2 separate regions of the Mus musculus genome follow, and region 1 is linked to region 2. Evidence: chromatin contacts called from public promoter capture Hi-C data. All regions are on one chromosome and are shown on one strand. The core of a region is the stretch at or near the end of the contact, and the rest is flanking DNA. Distances in the headings are between cores, read along the strand shown. Region 1 holds the start of 1700052K11Rik (RIKEN cDNA 1700052K11 gene). Region 2 holds the start of Kif18b (kinesin family member 18B).

Evidence for each region. Promoter capture Hi-C pulls out the DNA fragments that hold promoters and counts their contacts.
Region 1: a promoter capture Hi-C map of pre-B cells shows a contact between it and region 2, with 2.3 times the contacts expected there. The contact joins the promoter of 1700052K11Rik here to the promoter of Kif18b in region 2. A contact is called at or near these places in 2 of 39 promoter capture datasets (liver and pre-B cells).

What each region holds. Positions count from the first base shown.
Region 1 is chr11:105,177,642-105,182,809 of GRCm38.p6, forward strand. It overlaps 1700052K11Rik (RIKEN cDNA 1700052K11 gene), which reads right to left and starts at 3,792. Exons shown (of 1, transcript NR_027956.1): 1 at 1,379-3,792. Tlk2 (tousled-like kinase 2 (Arabidopsis)) reads left to right here and starts at 3,886. Exons shown (of 22, transcript NM_001112705.2): 1 at 3,886-4,410.
Region 2 is chr11:102,922,660-102,927,433 of GRCm38.p6, forward strand. Kif18b (kinesin family member 18B) reads right to left here and starts at 2,465. Exons shown (of 16, transcript NM_197959.2): 1 at 2,324-2,465.

The DNA.
Region 1 (5,168 bases), core at 2,542-5,041, 2.3 Mb after region 2:
CAATTTAATTCTTTAACAACCAGCCACTTTGCTTTTGGTAGTTCCAAAGGCAATGTTAGGAAAACACAACTTGAATACAGATCCTCAGGGACAATCACATATATATGTATTATAGGCTCCATAATGAAGTACAATCAAAGAGTCTGCATAAGTTTAACCCAGATTTCCCCAGTTTCTTTGTCAAAGCAACCTTTCCTCTTCCTTTGATTCTTTTTTTTTTTTTTTTTTTGGTTTTTCGAGACAGGGTTTCTCTGTATAGCCCTGGCTGTCACTTTGTAGACCAGGCTGGCCTCGAACTCAGAAATCCGCCTGCCTCTGCCTCTCAAGTGCTGGGATTAAAGGCCTGCGCCACCACGCCAGGCCCTTTGATTCATTATTAACCTACAGAGAAATCAGCACAACACACTGTGGAGAAAACTACAGCTAGTCTCGAGTATGACCAGGGGATGTGTGATTCTCTGACTTTAACATGAATTTGGAAAACTTTTCCTTTATTTCTCTAAAACCAAAATCTGGTTCCATCTATGTTTAAGTTTTTCATAGCTGATGGGAACTGGATTCTTATACAGGACATAGCATCACTTGCCATTCTCAAACAGGCTACTTCACATGACCAAACACTGTTTACATAAATTGATCCCTGAAACCAAGGTTATAAATGTTACAAAAATTTTTCTGAGAAAAATCTATTTTCTTGCCTGTTATTTTTATTATATTTTTTTTGAGCCAGAGCTTCTTTGTGTAGTCCTGGAGCTATATATAGTTAAGGCTGGCCTCAAACTCAAAGATCTGTCTCTGCCTCTTGAGTGCTTGGCATCAGAGGCATGCGCCACTAGGCCTGGCTAGTATATTTTGAATTATATGATGCTTAAAATAAGAAAGTCTCCAATTTTTCTAAGTAGTTTCTATTGGAACAGCTGTTAAGCCTAGAGTGAGCACACTTGGGTGGTATGACTTTCCTTGACACCTATATGTAGTACGATTTATTTTGTGTGCCTGGCCCTTTAAAGGATCCCCAATGGCTAGTCAACTGACTCTTTGGAAATGCTTAGCCGTTAGAACTGCTTGACCCTATGACCTTTTGTGTCAGTTAACTCTTGGACTTCAGGAGACAGAGAGTAGGGTCCAAGAGTCAGAGGAGTAGGAAGAGAGAAGGGTCAGAGAGTAGGGTTAGAGAAGACAGTTGGTACAGAAGAAAGGAGACTGAGAAGGACTAGAGAGGAGAAGGCAGTTGGTGAAGAGAATGAACAGTGAAAAGAAAGGCTGGTGAGCCAGGGAAGCTAAGCTGAGCCAGAAAAGATCCTACTGTTAGGAAACAGAGGGAGAATCCATGAAGAACTCACACAAAATAGCAGGAAAAAAAAGACATAAAGCTTCATTTATAGAAAATTAAAATTGCTGGGCAGTGGTGGCATTCGCCTTTAATCCCAGCTCTCGGGAGGCAGAGGCAGGCGGATCTCTATGAGTTTCAGGACAGCCAGGGCTACACAGAGAAACCCTGTCTTGACCCCCCATCTTCCCCCCCAAAAAGGTGAAACTAAAAATTTCATCTGTCTTCAAATGGTTCCTTTAAAACTGCACTCAGGAAACAGGCATCAGGGCATATGCCTATACTGCCAGCTCCTAGGGCCTGGGACAAAAGGACTGAGAATTTAGAACAATCTTGGCTACATAGTGAGACTCTCTGAAAACAGATAAAGGTGAGTCTGTGTGCTTGGAATGTAGTTCAGTTGGTAGACTGCTTGCCTAGCTTATAATTAATCCTAGCTCTTGGAAAGCAGGAGCAGGAGGACCAGAAGTTTGACAGTATCTTCAGCCAGTGGGAGATCTAGGTTAGCCTCAGCTATACATTAGACCTTTTATCAAAACAAAAAGCTGAAAATGGGACCTGTGGTCTAGAAAGGGCACTGGGAATCCTCTAGCTCTAGCACAAGGTTGGTGAAACTTGAAACGATTAGATAATTGGCCCAGACAACTTGTTTGTGGACCAGCTGGAAGAACTCAGTTTCAACTGTCCATTTCTCTTTCTCTTCTGGTCTCCTCTCCTAATTTATGACACTCTAGTGTTATTTAAGGAGTTATTTTTAGGCTGTGTATAGTGGCTGCATGCCTGTAATCCCAGAACTCTGAAAGAGGTCGAAGGACCCACCACCTAAGGCCAGCCCATGCTGCATAGTCAGTTGCAGGCCATATTCTTTTCAGATTTATTTTTAATTATGTCTGTGTGTGCACATGAACGCACTGTCCATGGAAGCCTTACGGGTGTAGATGTTTTGGAGCAAACCCAAGAACAGTGCCAATCTTAACCACGGAGTCATCTCTCCAGGCCCCTTTCTTTTGGTCTTAAGATACCCAGGCTGGCAATCTTGTTTCATCTCAGTCTCCCAAGTTATGGGAATGTGGGTGTTATTTTCTTGATCTCACTATAATCAAAGAACTGTCTTTGTTTTCCCACTGTGCAGACTTGAGGAGCCACAGTGCACTCCTTTTGTTCATCATTTTCATGCTTGAGACTGACTGCATTCTGGGGGCTCCTCCTTGCCCCCTTTCCCTACCCTTTGCTCCTGACTTGCTCTTCCCCTCTTCCCTTCAAAACGTTCATCTTTCCAAGCAGCCTGGGATCTGGAAGATGACTCCCAATTTGAGTTTTTCTACTTGAGTTCTGAAGGATGGAGAATGTACAAAAAGGAATTATCATCCTTTGCCCATTTGGCAGGTCTCTGTCCAGTCAATATGTGGAAAAATTAATAATAACAGAATTCTACTTTGGAGTACTTGCCAACGCCTGGAAAAGTTCAAGCCGGCTGTGTAAAAGCTTGAATGTTTCTCTTGTGATTCCCTTGTAGTCCTTCAGACACGTTCAGACATCTGGTCAAGGAAGCATCAGAAGAAAACAAAAAGCTGAGTCGTTACTTTGAAGTCCGTGTCTTGGCTCGTGAAACTAGGTGAAGAAAGTGACTTTTTCCCCCTTTGGCGCTGGGGTCAGAGGTGGAACCCTTTCCCATGCAGGAAAGCCCTCCTGTCGCAGGCGCTCACCCTCTCAGCAGACACTCTGAAGAGCAGGCCCCCAGCACCCCAGGAGGGCCATCTTGTCACCGGAGGTTAAGATGGAACCTCCCCCTAGGTGCTTTGAGAGAGTTCCCCGGGGGGCGGGTAGCGACCTCCGCTCTGGAGGGGGGCATGCTGGTGAGGGCTCGGCTGTGATCCCAGGACACCTTTGTCCCTGGAGACGCCAGGCCAGTCAGGTACGTGGAAGGCGAGAGCCGCCGGCCGGCTTTCCGTGCCTGTGGCGTGGCGTGGCGTGGCGTGGGGTCTGGGGACGTGGACCATGGCTGCGGGGGATGGCCGGCTGGCGGACATCGGGTGGGCACCGCGAACTCAGTGACACCCCTTGCCCCGCTCCCGGGCTCTCTCCTCGGATCCATCGCTGGGCAGAGCAACCTCTTTCCTCACCCCAAAAAATGTGTGTAGATGAGAGGCAGGGCGAGCGCGGCAGTCCCGCCGGGTCGCCGCTCCGACGCTGCTCCGCGGCCTGAGGCGCAGCCCAACCGTCGGCCTCCGACTCTGTCTCCACAAAGGCGGGCTCCCGAGGCTCCGGCCCCGGCCGCTTACCCGGCGCCCCCGAGCCGACCAACCACCCCTCACGTCGCAGGCGGGGCCGCAAGCGCCGCCAGCCGCCCGCCCTCAGCAGCCCTGTCAGGCGCGGCCTGTTCCGCCGGTGCGGGGTCCCCTGGTTAACCCCTGCCCGCCAGCGCGGCCGCTGATTGGAGGAGGCGGAGCTCCGGGGGCAGCAGCGACCCTCCCCCCAACACCTTTCCCGTCCCCTCCCCCACGGCCGGCACTACCTCCCCCCCACCCCAGGAACACCCCCCCCCCGTGCCTCCCAGCCGTGCAAATCTCGCGAGGAAACACGCGGTTTCACTAGTGTGTTTACACCGATCACTACTAATCCGGACCGAACCGATCCGGATTAAGGGGCCGGAGGCGGGTCCTGGGCACTAGCGGTTCCGACCCCCCCCCCATCCCGCCCTCCGCGCCGCACCCGAGTGGCCCCCAGCCGAGCGGGCCCCCACTTCTCGGCCCGACCCAGACCCTTCTGCGCCTCCCTTGGCCTTTGTCCGGCGCCAGGAGGCCGGCCCCGCGCCCCCCGGCGGCCGCCCGGGCCCGGGCCCGCGTCAGCCGCCTGGCTCCGTACGCGAGCTCGGGGATCTGCGGCCTCCGTGGCCCCCCTCCCCCGCCCGCCCTGTCGTGGAGCCCGGCGCCGCCGGCGGCTGCCCGGGCGGGGGGTTGCGGCGCTCAGGAGAGGCCCCGGCTCCGCCCCGGGCCTGCCCAGGGGGAGAGCGGAGCGGTCAGCAGCCGGGTCGGGTCGGGGCCCCTCCCGAGAGGAGAGTGGAGCGGCAGCGGCGGCAGGTGAGAAGCTCAGCCCCTGGACGTGGAAGGGCGCCGGGGCCTGGGGTATTAACCGTCCCGGGGGCCCCACTCCAGGGCCCGAGGAGGCTGCGACCCGGGCCGGCGTCGTGCCGCAGCTCCTGGGCGCCGAGGCGGGAGGTGCTCCCCGAGGGCTGCGGGGTCGCCGAGGGGCCGGGCCGAAGATGGACCAGGCCCAGGCCTGGGAGTGTGGCGGTCGGCCTGCCGGGAGAGGCGACTCCGGGGAGCTGGAGGCCTCGGCAGCCTACGGGGCGCCCCCGAGAGCTGTCCCTCGCTCCGTCCGTGACAGGTGGGCCCGGAGTTGGGGAAAGTTTGGAGCCGGCGAGGGGCGCCGGGACCAGGCCCCATCGGTCCTGCTTCCCGGCTTGGGGCCATTGGGAGGATCCCGGTCCAAAGCCCCTCTGGAAAGAGATGGGGTGGGTATTTTCTGATCATGAGTTGACATTAAATGGGGTAACTGCTAGGGCCTCATTTTCTGGGCCAGGCCTGGGGATGGAGGGTTGGGAAATGTTTCCAGAGACCTTGGGATTGGGGAGAGACTGCATTGTAACCTCTGCCTTTCCGACCTCGATTATTAGGGCAGGACAAGTAGTGAGCAAGGCCACCTACCTACTTAGGGAAAACTCGGTTTTCTTCTCAGTCTTTTTTTTTTTTTTTTAAGATGCCTTTCTACCATTCTAACAGTTTCCTAATTCCTTACTTGTGTGTGTGAGTGAAACTTGAATTCGTCACCTTTTCAT
Region 2 (4,774 bases), core at 1,215-3,714:
ACTACTCCATCCTTGCACTAGTTCTACCTGCAGGTCAATCTAGTAGGGTTTTTTTTGCCCAGCTTCTGGGCTTTGTACATCCCTCACCTTGGCATCCATAGAGCAGTGTGTTACAATAACTGCACCCTCCTGCACACAGCTTGCTTTTGAAGTAGAATATCTTACATAGGCTATGCTTTTTCTATCCAGTGCTGGGTGCTGCACATGTCCTAATGCTGAGCTATAATATAGTTGATGCCTTTCTTTTGTTTTTCCTTTTCTTTGATCTGGATATACAGCTCAGCTTGGCCTTGAGATCCTGGTGCCTCTGCTCTCTAAGTGCTGGGACTATACGCACACGCCACCACTATGTCTGCCTTGCTTATTCCCTCTTATAAGTTGTGATTTATTTTTCTTGTCTTACTGGCTAGGAATCCTAGAACAGGATCGGCTGGAAGCAGCGATAGTGAGTGTTCTCGCATCTTTACTCATTTACAGGGGAATGTTCTTTGTCATTTCATATTTTGTTAGCTTAATGGCATTTGTCTCCATCCCCAGGTTACCCTGACCCACACTCGCAGACACTGAGCCCTGGCAGTGCAGAGGACTGAACTTAGGACCTTGAACATGCTACTTTCTGGTTCCTGAGGTTTTAGATGAGGTTTTTACAAGCACACCTATAAAAAGGGTAGACTTGTAATTTTAATCGCGTTCAAAATAAAATCTAGACTCTTAAGATGGAAAGAAAAGGTTTGCTTTTCTAATTGACTGTAAATATCTGGGAATTGAGTGTTTGTTTGTTTGTTTTCATTTGTGTGAAGGTAAATTTTAAGCTAATTTAATCACCTCATTGACCTCACACCAACTAAAAATTTCTATAGCTTCTATTTTGGGAGGACCGTGGTGAGGGTGCTGAGAACTAAACTCAGGCCTCAGTGCATACCAGGGAAGCATTTGCCACTAGCTCACACCCCTAACCCCATGCCAGCTCTCTTTTAACTATAATTATGATCTATTTAACTGACTTCAGTGTATTTTTGTTTTAAATTCCCAAGTGTGAATTCAATTTTTCATTTGTATTTGTGTGTGTGTGTGTGTGTGTGTGTGTGTGTGTGTGGTGTTTTGAAAGAGTCTCAATACAACTGGCCTTAAACTCAGAGACTCTTCTCCTCTGCCTCTCTCTCAGGGGCTGGGATTATTTTACTATGCCTAGTTTGTATTTATAACTTAACTGTTTGTGGAGAGAGAATATAGTTTATACAATATTATGATAATTTCAGTTGCTGTGTCACTAGATAAGAGAAAAGCTTTGCAAATGTCTCTAATAATATGATGCTTCTATACTTTTTTTTAAAAAAAAGGTATTAGGGCTAGGTTTGATCTCTAGACCATGAGAGAAAAAAAGGTACAAATGGAGCGAAATTAGATAAAAACAAAGTAATGGAGAATGAGATGCCTTAAAATCCTGACTGGCAGAGGGCATGGTTCCATAATGAAATAGGCATGGAAGAAATAGGATAGGGACATTGAAGGAAGCGCTGTTAACAACAAAAAGCTCATCCACAAAAGTAAAATTATATATGTCCTCCCAAGTCAAGCTTAACTACACTCTGTGCCTCCGTTTCTCAACATGCAAATTGTAATATTTTTTAATTATCTGTCTCACCAGGTTTGTGTTAAGCTTGAATGGCATTCGGTTTTTAAGTGCCCAACAAATATTAGACACCGCTGGTAAAGTTATATGATACATCATTTCCCTATGATGCACTGAACCACCAAAACCAACACAAACCAGTATTTTAAGTTCTTTGGCACAAAACAGGCTCTACCTTGTACTTGTCACAGTAGCTCAAATGTCCAAGGCTAAAAGACTCGATCATCCTGGTACTAATAGAGGCCTGGTTTTCTTTCATGCTCGCCAGTGTTTAGGAGTGTCCCAGTAACCAAGCTGCCTCCCTCGGTACACACACAGCCGCGTAATCAGCTCTGACAAGAGGAGCGGAGTGGTTCTCCCATTCTCTCCTGCCGGGCGTCCCAGATCTCCAATTCTGACCTGTAGAAAGACCCAATTCCACCTCCCACACGAGGAGGGGTAGCTGCTACGGAGCCGGGTGCACCTTTCAAAGGACCGGGTATACATGAGAGGACTTAATATGGGCCCCGGACCGTGGGACGCAGAGATCACGATCGGCTGCATTCTCGGTGTAAAGGAAGTGCCCTCCTACTCGTCCCTGACCTGCCCAAACAAGTGCTGATTCGGGTTCCAGACAACTGCAGCGAGCCCGCGCAAACGACAGCTCTGCACCGAGCCCGCGGGGCCGCCCCACCGTCGACCAAAGCCTACCTCTCGTCGGTTCCCGGTGCTGGTGTCGGGGGTCGCTTACGCGTCCCTCCGCCTCGGACAGGAGCCCTCGGATTCAGGAGAGAGCTCCCCCACACCCGATTCCACCGAACCAACCTTCTTCCGGCGCGGCGCGTTCAAACTAGCCGGTCCGCTCATCCGCGCTTCTCATTGGTCACCGCCCGGCTCGCTGATTGGCTGTTTCCTAAGTAACAAAGACAGCCGGGGGTGCGCTTGCGCACTAGTTCTCTTGCGCGCCTTGGGTTTCTTTGGCCAAATCAAACCGGACGGAGCGGAATTGCCACCAGAATCGAGTCTCTAGCAGTGTAACCAGGGGGCCTGCCCCGTCTCTGTGGTCTGTGGGCTGAGTTCAGCAGCGGTTACAGCGACCACACATTCGACAGAATTTAAAACCTGCTTTTGTGGCTTAAATAGGCACCCTCCAATTCAGAGTGGCTCGTGCCTTTAATCCCATCACGCAGAAGGCAAAGGCTGGCGGATCTATTTGAGTTCGAAACCAGCCACCCTCCAGGTAGAGCGTTCCAGGCCAGCCTGAGCTACATGAGAACTTTACTCGATCTCTCTCTCAAGTAAACTGTCCTCATGGTGGCGTTGTGAGCAAGTCTGGGGCATGTAAAGGTTACTGTAGGGTTTCTTTCACCACAACTGTGAACAAGCTAGTAGAGTCATTTAATACTGGATAACTTGACTCAAATTATTTATTCACCACACTTAGTTTAGTGAGGACAAAAACAACAAAATTACATGAAGTTAGGGTTAGTACAAAGATACAAGAACACTGAATACTCTTGCCTTCTCCGTCTCCAAAAGGAACAGTTGTTTAATGATAGCTTCCTGGTAAAGAAGTTCCCTCCTCGCTTACTGTAAATCTGGTTTTTTTGTTTTTGTTTTTGTTTTGTTTTGTTTTTTTGCGCCCTAAACGTCCCCACACACACACACACCCCAAGCTGAGAACCAAACCCAAGGCCTTTTCTTTTGAGTGAGTGAAGTTTGCTTGGTCTTTCATTTTATTTATTTATTTTTTAATGTATATGAGTACACTGTTGCTCTCTTCAGACACACCATAAGAGAGCATTACAGATGGTCGTGAGCTACTATGTGGTTGCTGGGAATTGAACTCAGGACCTCTGGAAGAGCAGTCAGTGCTCTTAACCGCTGAGCCATCTCTCTAGCCCCCAAGGCCTTTTCTTTACCACTGAGCTAAATCCCCATAAGTAAAAATTAAAAAAAAAAAAAAAAACGTAATGTGAATAACGCACCTTGTAGATGTTCAATAAAATGGCACTAGGTGTTCTCAGATTCATTCAACGATTGTTATGACAGGTTCAGAGGTTACAGTGATATGTGATATACAGAGCTCCCAGTCTATAGGAAAAACTTAGATATTTATCACAGGTGGGGATTGTGATACATGCCAAGGCAGGAGAGGGAAAATGTTACAAGTTCAAAGCCAGCTTCATGTACATGGTAAATACTAGATCAGCCTGAACTATAGGGAGTTCCTGAAAAGGGACAGAGGTGGGGGAGAAGAGAATTAATAACTAATAATAACATAAGATGATACAGGGTATAGTTAAAACATGCTGGGTATAGTGAGTTGAATATATTTGGTCCAGGGAGTGGCACTATTTGAAGGTGTGGCCTTGGAGTAAATGTGTCACTGTGGGCCTGGGTTTAAGACCCATGTCCTAGCTTCCTGGAAGTCAGTATTCTCCTAGCCACCTTCAGATGAAAAGGTAGAACTCTCAGCTCCTCCTGAGGCGTGCCTGCCTAGATGCTGTCATGCTCCCACCTTGAGGATAATGGACTGAACCTCTGAACCTGTAAGCCAGCCCCAAGTAAATATTGTCCTTATAAGAGTTGCCTTGGAGCCGGGCGTGGCGGCACATGCCTTTAATCCCAGCACTTGGGAGGCAGAGGCGGATTCCTGAGTTCGAGGCCAGCCTGGTCTACAGAGTGAGTTCCAGGACAGCCAGAGAAACCCTGTCTCGAAAAACCACAAAAAAAGGGGGGTTGGTGAGATGGCTCAGAGGTTAAGAGCACCGACTGCTCTTCTGAAGGTCCTGAGTTCAAATCTCAGCAACCACATGGTGGCTCACAACCATCTGTTATGAAATCTGATGCCCTCTTCTGGAGTGTCTGAAGACAGCTACAGTGTACTCACATATAATAAATAAATTAAAAAAAAAAAGAGTTGCCTTGGTCATGGGGTCTGTTCACAGCAGTAAAACCCTAAGACAGAAGTTGGTATGAGGAACCATACTCGGTACTGCTGAGATAGGCCTGACCATGCTTTTGTTTGTAAGAATGTGGACTTTGGATTTGGACATCAGTGGAATGCTTAAAGTGGTGCTTAATGGGCTATCCTAGTAGGAATATGGGAGACTTTGTTGCTGAGAGTGATTTGAACTGTGTAGACCTGGCCTAAGAGGT